Linked DNA regions of Mus musculus: all the other regions are linked to region 1. The links are chromatin contacts, called in public Hi-C and HiCAR-type maps. All regions are on one chromosome and are shown on one strand. Each heading gives the region's core, a stretch centred on a gene start, on an enhancer-like site or on the middle of the called end of the contact. The rest is flanking DNA. Distances are from core to core; before and after follow the strand shown.

Evidence for each region. A called contact is a pair of places that touch in the nucleus more often than the background predicts. HiCAR-type assays count read pairs that join an accessible place to other places.
Region 2: a Hi-C map of the N1E-115 cell line shows a contact between it and region 1, with 4 times the contacts expected there. The contact joins two enhancer-like sites. A contact is called at or near these places in 3 of 484 Hi-C or Micro-C datasets (the HL-1 cell line, the N1E-115 cell line and stem cell-derived neurons) and 5 of 115 datasets of contacts at active chromatin or transcription factors (astrocytes, embryonic basal ganglia, embryonic midbrain and 2 more).
Region 3: a HiCAR-type map of fibro-adipogenic progenitors shows a contact between it and region 1, with 5 times the contacts expected there. The contact joins two enhancer-like sites. A contact is called at or near these places in 6 of 484 Hi-C or Micro-C datasets (the BV-2 cell line, Sertoli cells, embryonic stem cells and 3 more), 6 of 115 datasets of contacts at active chromatin or transcription factors (cardiomyocytes, embryonic basal ganglia, embryonic stem cells and 3 more) and 1 of 9 other capture datasets (embryonic stem cells).

The regions. Positions count from the first base shown.
Region 1 is chr17:9,755,025-9,757,727 of GRCm38.p6, forward strand. All of the region lies in intron 3 of 4930452A19Rik (RIKEN cDNA 4930452A19 gene), which reads right to left. Among named protein-coding and RNA genes, the nearest start is that of 4930452A19Rik, 19 kb to the right of the region's middle. Within about 2 kb of position 1,432, at least 33 of the 459 cell types and tissues checked have an H3K27ac peak or open chromatin away from gene starts, as enhancers often do. A contact at or near this core is called in the N1E-115 cell line, fibro-adipogenic progenitors and heart atrium, where this site is marked.
Region 2 is chr17:10,126,936-10,129,635 of GRCm38.p6, forward strand. No RefSeq gene overlaps it. Among named protein-coding and RNA genes, the nearest start is that of Gm34972, 18 kb to the right of the region's middle. Within about 2 kb of position 1,441, at least 1 of the 459 cell types and tissues checked has an H3K27ac peak or open chromatin away from gene starts, as enhancers often do. A contact at or near this core is called in the N1E-115 cell line, where this site is marked.
Region 3 is chr17:10,151,732-10,154,431 of GRCm38.p6, forward strand. No RefSeq gene overlaps it. Among named protein-coding and RNA genes, the nearest start is that of Gm34972, 6.8 kb to the left of the region's middle. Within about 2 kb of position 1,305, at least 13 of the 459 cell types and tissues checked have an H3K27ac peak or open chromatin away from gene starts, as enhancers often do. A contact at or near this core is called in fibro-adipogenic progenitors and heart atrium, where this site is marked.

The DNA.
Region 1 (2,703 bases), core at 182-2,681:
GTGGCTATTAGGAGGTGTGTCCTTGTTGGAAGAAGTGTGTCACTAGGGGGCAGGCTTTGAGGTCTAAAATGCTCAAGCCAGGTCTAGTGTCACTTCTACTTCCTGCTGCCTGCCCATCCGGGTATAGAACTCACAGCTCTTTTTCCAACACCATGTCTGCCTGGATGCTGCCATGTTTCCTGCCGTGATGATAATGGACTAAACCCCTGAACTGTAAGCCAGACCCAATTAAATGTTGTCCTTTATAAGAATTGCCTTGGTCATGGTGTCTCTTCACAGCAATAGAAACCCTAAGACAGGGAGAGAGCAGTAAATGGCTCAGTGGCTAAGACACCTGCTGAACAAGGATGATAGATAACCTGAATTCAGGTCCCCCATGTCCATTTTAAAGGCATATATATGATCCTGCAACTCCAGAGGTATGGGAACAGAAACTAGAGGATTGCTGGGGCTTGCGGGCTACCATCCTAGCTCCAGGTTGAGCAAAGGTCTCTGTGTCAGAAGAGTAAGGTGTTGAGTGATGGAACACTACCACCAACATCCTCCTGTGGCCTCTGTATGTGTGATAATACATACACATACCCATACACCATGCATTCATATGTGATACACACATACAAAGGAATAGTGTGATGGTTTGAATATGTTTGCCCCCGGTAGTGGAGCTATTAAGAGGTGTGGCCTTGTTGGAGTGGGTGTGGCCTTGTTGGAGGAAGTGTGTCTGTCACTGTGGGGGTGGGCAATGACACCACGTGGAAGCCAATCTTCTCCTGACTACCTTCCAATCAAGATGCCAGAACTCGCAGCTCCTTCTCCACCACCATGTCTGCCTGGACACTGCCATGCTTTTTGCCTTCCTGATAATGGGCTGAACTTCTAAACCTGTAAGCCAGCCACAACGCTGTCCTTGATCATAGTGTCTCTTCACATAACAATGAAGCCCTAAGACAGACAAGTACTGATGGTATTGGTTAGCATAGTAAACCCACCCATTTCTCCAGCTCCTCTACTCTCCAAAACTATGAACTAATATTGTTCTTCCAGAAGTAAGAACAAGTTTAAAACAAAACAAAAATAATAAAGAATGCCCTAGTTGGATGGTCCTATACCCATGCCCATACAGACAGCACTTGGTGGACTCAGTAAGTATACAAACAAGAAGCATTAAATAGGGAGAGAAAGTGAGGGGAGAGGAAGAGATGAAGGGGAGGAACTGGGGGAAAAGTTACCAAAGCATAGTATATGCATGTAGGAAACTCTCAAAAATTAAAAACTGGAGGAAAAAAAAAAAAAAAAAGACAAATAGAAATTCCAGGCAAAAGTGCTTTCTCCCACAAGAGGGCGCTCCTGGACCCAAGAGCTGAGGGATTGAGTCTGTAGTTCCTGGGATGCTCTGAAACCTAATAAATTACAGACAGCAGACACCCTTTGTGGTTTCCTTGCACTCTGTAGTGACCATGGAATCCAAAGATCAAGGCTCTTATCAAATGTAAGCATTCAGGCTTCTTACTGGCAGCTTTTAAGTACAGCGGAAGCTAGGGTGGTCTACCCATGCTTCTATAGCGAACCTTCAGCTTTCCTGCTGCATGTTCTGTCGGGGACGGACCGTTTTCCCTGTTACTCAAGTCAAGCTGAACTTCCATTTCTTGTCCCAGCCAATCAAGAGTAGCAGTCGCCAGAAATTAAAAATAGCATGTTGCTGTAGGACAAGGTGGTAAATGACACAGAACTTTGGGAAAGTCTGGCTGGGTCTAGCCAGCCTCACCCTCTGCCACTCCCGGGCAGGGAGGAAGCGAGAGGCTCCTAGGAGTATGGCCAGGAAAGGCTGTGGCCAAGCAAGGGCCCAGAAAGGATTTTTCCTTTGAGTCAGGGATGACAGCTGTCCTCGTGAGGGGAGGAGTGGAAAACTGGATCCACTGAGCGGTATCTGCTAAGTCCAAAGAGGCCTGCAGAAGCACGAGGACTGCCAGCTACAGTAGTTCGTGGGACATCAAAGCCGCGATTAGCACAGCTTCCTGGCTGTCGCACTCTGCGTATTTATGGCGCATTGCACATTTAAATGCTATTCTCATAAGGCGTTTCAGCTGTCAAAGCTCCATATTTGAGCGATAAAAGTGACTTAAAGTACCAGGGGTCCTTGGTGCCCAACCTCAGCAGTGTGTCAAAGCCAATCAATGACAACCAAAACCCACCAAATTTGTTTCACCATTTGAAAAGCAACGGCCCCTAAGGCCACCTGTGAGCAGCCTGGTAGACACACAGTACACATGGGGGTCCAGAGAGGGGGATACAGGGGGCAAGCCTGACTGGTCTCTGCACATGTGAGTTTATGCCAGTACCAGGGAGGGGTCTCTGAAGAAGAGGAAAAAGTACTATTCTTGTTCTTCATTTTAAGGTAGGGGTATATGATGTGATGGCAAATTAAGAGACGATGTTAACACCCCCTCTTCTGACACCCAGACAGCATGGATGCCTTCCAACCTGACTTCTGTTTTTGTTGATTCTCCTTCAAAATGGCACACCATGCATGTGTCCTGGGAGAAAATATGGCAGGTTTGGCCAGGAAAACCAATGGCCAGGACAGGCAAAGAAAAGGAACCTGTGATCAGTGTGGTCCCTGAGCTGAAGGACCCTAGGGACAGCATCTGTCCCCTGAGAGCACAGGCTTCCCACAGTTCTTTTCGTGTGTGTGTGTGTGTGTGT
Region 2 (2,700 bases), core at 191-2,690, 370 kb after region 1:
AGTTTTGCTCCATAAGCTATGCCATTATTTTTGAAGCTAAATTACATATTTTACATTTTCCTATACATCTTAGTCCATTGTGCTACAATAGTCCATTATTATAGAGTAGGTCATTGGTAAGGAAAATAAATTTATTTCTAACAGCTCCAGGACATGGGAAGTCCAACATCAAAGACTTTGCACTGTGCCATTCAGGCTGAAGTTGGAGGTGTAAGAGAGCCCAAGCAAGCCAGTAGTTGGCTCAACTTGCTTTTATAACAAGTTAACTTTATTAGGGACTAATGCAATCTAAAGATGAGGACATTAGTCTGATCAAAAAGATGAGAACCCTCATGACTTACTCATTTCTTGATGGTCCTCCTGTCAACTGCTGCATTTGGGATTAAGTTTCCAACGTGGGAACTTTTCAGGGAGCAGTCAGACCAGAGAACCAGGACCGAGGTATATCTTGGGGACACAGTGATGGCACTTTACTGCTTTTCTTCATGGGAGGTGGCCATCCAAAGCCTCTTTGGGCTTTGACCCCAGACCACAAATATCATAGGCTATAGTGACCATGGGGCTGATGCTCAGACTCACACTATAACCTTGGGTTTTCATACTCTGCACGTGTATTTCCATTTCCTTTAGGGTCCACCCACCCTCATGAAGACACAAGTTCTGCCAAGGGACTGGTTTAGACAGGAGAAGGTGTGTCCTACACCAGGTCATCCGTGGGCTCCTTTGTACTTAGGATCCAGGTCTTCCAGCAATACACAAAAAGGGATCAGGACATAATAAAGCACAGATAGGCTTCTAAGTCACAAGTTATAAGCTCCCAAAGGTGGTGAAAATAGCATCCCTTCCTTGGAGCATGAACCAAAACAAAAGTGAGCATCCTAAACACCCCCCCCCCCCCCACACACACACACACAGGTGGAGTGACCATCTCACCTGGGCCTGGTCTACGTGACACTAACTGCTCTTCACCAACTGAATTCCATCAAAGAGTCTACAATCTAGAGAAGCCCTCAATGTGACTTTGTGTGCTGGGACTGAGGGAAGGCAGTGTATGCACATGTGTGAACAGGTGCCCACACTCAGCCATGTGAAGGCCATCAAGAATCTTTCTCTCTCACTTGTTTTTCTTCTTACCTACTAAGCCATCTATCTGCCCAACCCCCTTGGGTATAATTTGTGAGGATTACCAAGCCGAGGATTTCTGGGGCCTTCACAACCCCTTCCCACCCAGGCTCTCCATCTCAGTGTTCCACTATAAGACTGCCTGTGGCTAACATCTGCTTAGCACCTCACTCCCAGGATCGAGTTCATCTCATCATTATTTTATCCCTGCCCTGGGCAGTGCTTGTCTACATTTCAATGTCAACTGAGCCCTTGGCAGTGTCAAGAGGTGAAAGCTTCCAGACAAGATGGAGACTGGCCTTATAACCCTTCAGTTCTCAGCCATGGCTGTCACTCAGAGCACAAACATCTGTCCATCACCCAGACACAATGTCTTCCTCATTAGGCTTTTTATCTTGAGAAAAGACAGAAGTACTTAAAGTATTTATTTATTTTTTTTGCTCCTGAAGATGGGTGGAATTTCAATTTCCTCCAAGAGAGCCATTGGGCCGTTTTATAAGTGGATGCTTTGTCTCCACAGTTTGCACTCCAGCAAAGTTCATCTCAGTCCCTTTGTCACAGAGGTTCCCTAGAGAAGGACTTTACCAAGCCCGTCCTTATTAGACGCGTGTCAAGGCGGATCTCTCGAGCTCCCGTTCAGCTTCCCTCTCATGGCATCAGGGGCAAGATATTATTTGCAAGCAGCCAAGGTAATTACCATCCAGCAGGGTCCAATTGTTTTCAATTAAAAGCTTTACTGCAGTCTTTAGTTTTAATACCACTGTGGCCATCTGCTCTCACTGAAGATCTTCCAGCCAAAAGCCCAGGCCACATCTTAATGCCATTAACTCCAGAGACCAGTTTTCTGAAACGTAGAAAAAGATTCAACAGTTCCAGGAAACTATGGGAATGTCCCCACAAATCTCTAGTGACCTGGGGAAGTCTCAAGACTCGAGAAGACTTTCCCTTGGAGACCAGCACTTGCCAGGAGTCCTGGGCCACTCTCCTGATTATCTTCATCGCGTTGGCAAAGGAGGCTCAGCTTGTGCCTTGGCCTGTTTTCTACTGAGCCTCAATATTCTTCAGCATTGCTATGAAAACCCTCTGAACCATAGTCTCACCAGCCGGATCACTTTGGTATGGACATTTCCCATCGCTCGTAACCATAACCAATATTAATTGTCATCCTCTTAGCTCACCCTGACCCAGTATCTAAGCATCTGTGCATCATAAGGAGCCATCCAGGTACCTAGTGGACTCTCAAACTGAGGTGTCAGTGTAACAGCTGTCAGGCTAAGAGCCTTCAGCTCACCTCATAGCTCACACAGTTTTGTTTTGTTTGGAAATTCTGAGACAGAATCTTGCTTGGTTGCTGACTTGACCTTGAACTCCTATATAATCCAGGCTCTTCTGGAGCTCTCAATCCTCCTGCCTCTACCTACCAAGTGTTAGGATGAACGGCCATGCATGGCTGGTCCCAGTGTCTTTAGGAACCAGCTCAAATGTCCGGTCCTAATAACTTATACAGAGGCCTTACTTTATGCTTCCCCTTCTTCAGGAATAAGAGACCCTTGAGGAAAAAAACATCTGGAGTCCTTC
Region 3 (2,700 bases), core at 55-2,554, 400 kb after region 1:
ACCAGCACCCCCAGAGACTTACCTGTCAGTTTACTTTCCTGTCATAGCTAGGAGAGAAGATGTCCTGATTCTTTAGCCTATGAGCTCCAGGCTTAAAGCAGCAAGTTCAAAATCTAAGCTGCCTCAGGCCACTCTCATTGTATGGACACACACACACAGACATACACACACACGTGCACACACACACACACACACACACACACACACACACACACACATTGCTGAAACTTCACACCTCAGCAGACACGGCCAGTGATGGTTACCCTGCAGTGGATGGCTGGCCCCTGAAGCATCTAACCGGAAAGTCTGCTTATACACTAACAAACCCACGTGTCCGGGTGATGCTGACACTGAAGGTTCAGAGTCACTCAGAACCTCCTGGGACCCTGAGCTTTGGGATCAGGTTGCACATGTCATCAGGTTGTCTTAGCAGCATCTCTGGCGTCTATCATAGATGTCAGCAGTGCTCTGTTCTGTCACATCCCAAGCTACCTGCACAGGTCACCAAATGCATACTTGCCCCACTTAGGAACTGTTTTAGGGGAACCAGAGACTGTCCAGGTGTTGCCAACACTGTCTGATGGTTCCTGGGTGAAGGCTGCGTTTCTCTCTCTCTACCTTTACCCTGTTACAGTCCCTCTGATGGCTGCCATCCTTTCCTGCCTTGGTGTACCCCAAGTATGGAAACAGCACTCTCTCATTCCCAGAAAAAATTCTTTTCCCAAACTTACCTGGGCACCAGTATCCACTGATGCTCTCATTAACCTCTAGATTCAGCACACCATCTCCCCCAGTTCTATCCAAGAGGATTCCGTGGCTCCTGAAATCTGAAGTGACAAAGTGACAAAGTGTCCCTAGAGGTGGCTCAGGGATTTCCTGCAGGATGGGGTTCCGTTCCCAGAACCCACATCAGGAGGCTCACAACCACTGGCACCTCCAGCTCTGAGGGCTTTTAGACCTTTTCCCGCCTCCCTAGGTACCGACAGACATGTGTACACACGTAAGTAAAATTAAATTAGAAAAAGAAAGCGTCCCTACCAATGTTCAGACCTGGGAAAGCCCACCTCACACCGTGCTGCTCAGGTGCTGACAAGAGGGAACTCACTACAGACCCTGCTAAAGCCCAGCTTGGGTTCAGCATGGAGACTGGGAGCAGAGATGGCTTCTAAGAAGCTCAGAAGAGTATCAACTTGCTACAGGCAAATGGTCAGACGCTAGAGCCAGCCAGCTTCTATCATACATGTCAGGCCTCCAGCCAATGACAGGGCAGGGAAGGAGCAAGCACAGCTCAGGGAAACCAAAGTGAGCCTCAGAAGCTGCTGGTTTCTGGGAACTCAACGGCTCTTCTTGACCTCAGGCAACCTCTTTGTCAGCACATCTATTCTAAGTCTGACGTCACCATTACAGTGACTTCATCTTTCCCCTTTCACCTCCTCCTGCCATTCATGAACCTGCTCTGTCTGCGACAGTTCATCCCCCTGTTTTATAGCACCACCACCTCCACTACTCTAAGGGCTGTCCTTTTGGAATCAGAACCAGCTTAAGTGGGAGTCAAATTTATCCACAGAGAGGCCCCATGGTAGCTGAATCGTTCCCATGAGGAGTCCTTGGTCCTCTAGAAAAGCACGTCTGGCGGTGTAATCAGCACGGGTGAGCAAAGTCAGATCACAGAAGGACAGTGGATCACAGCCTCTGGGGTAGGACTGGGAGCCCATCATCTGCTGCGACTCTCCAGCTGGTGATCCTGCTACAGGCACGGAGAAGCAGTATGCTGGCATATGTGCCCAGCTCCTGGACAATGGAACACAATGCCCTCATCTACAAAGTTCACACTCTACGGCCACGCAACTGAGCTATCAAAAATATTGGACAGGGAGATGGTTTATTTGGCAAAGTGTTTGCCATACAGGAATGCAGACTGGGGTTCAGAACCCTCGGAATAAAGGCTGAGAGAAGCCTGTCTTAGTGATCCTATCAGGGGGACCCAGGCAAGCATAGCCCTAGAGCTCACAGGCTGGCTGGTCTAGCTGAATCACTGAACTCTCAGGTCAGTAAGAGAGCCTGTCCCATGCAAAATTATGTGAAGAGCCATTGAAAATGACATCCCTGACCTCCAGCTTCCATGTGAAAGCACATACCCTGTGCATGCACAGGGACACATACATCTAACATGCATACACACGCACATACACACACCTCACAACATTTTAAATAAATTTAAAATTTGATGTTGTATCCCATTCATAGCTATTCTCAATAGCCTGTTGCCATGTGTAGCCTGAAAGTCATGGGTTGGACATGCCTGTGTGTATGGCCAGCATTTAAATTAGATTCCCTACACCTTCTGCACAGTAAACAGCTTGTCTTGCTTCTTAAAGCCAGTCAGTAAAAGCAAAGCTTCTCATTGTGGATGCCTCCAAACAGCTAGAGAGATTCAAATTATTTGAATAGTTCTTCAGGTCACGAACTTCCTTAGGAAACATAATATAAATTTCCAAACACTTGCAAATTCGGAAGCATACATTGTCCTTTTGATTTACACCCATAATGACACTCGTGCCTAAATTATTTATGTAATATGATAATGTTCCCTCCATCGTAGACTCTCTGAGGTGAGCCAACAGATAACCACTTGCCCACCTGAAAACAAAATATGTCAGGCTAGAATAATGTGATATTTTTGTAAGACTGGAAGGATGG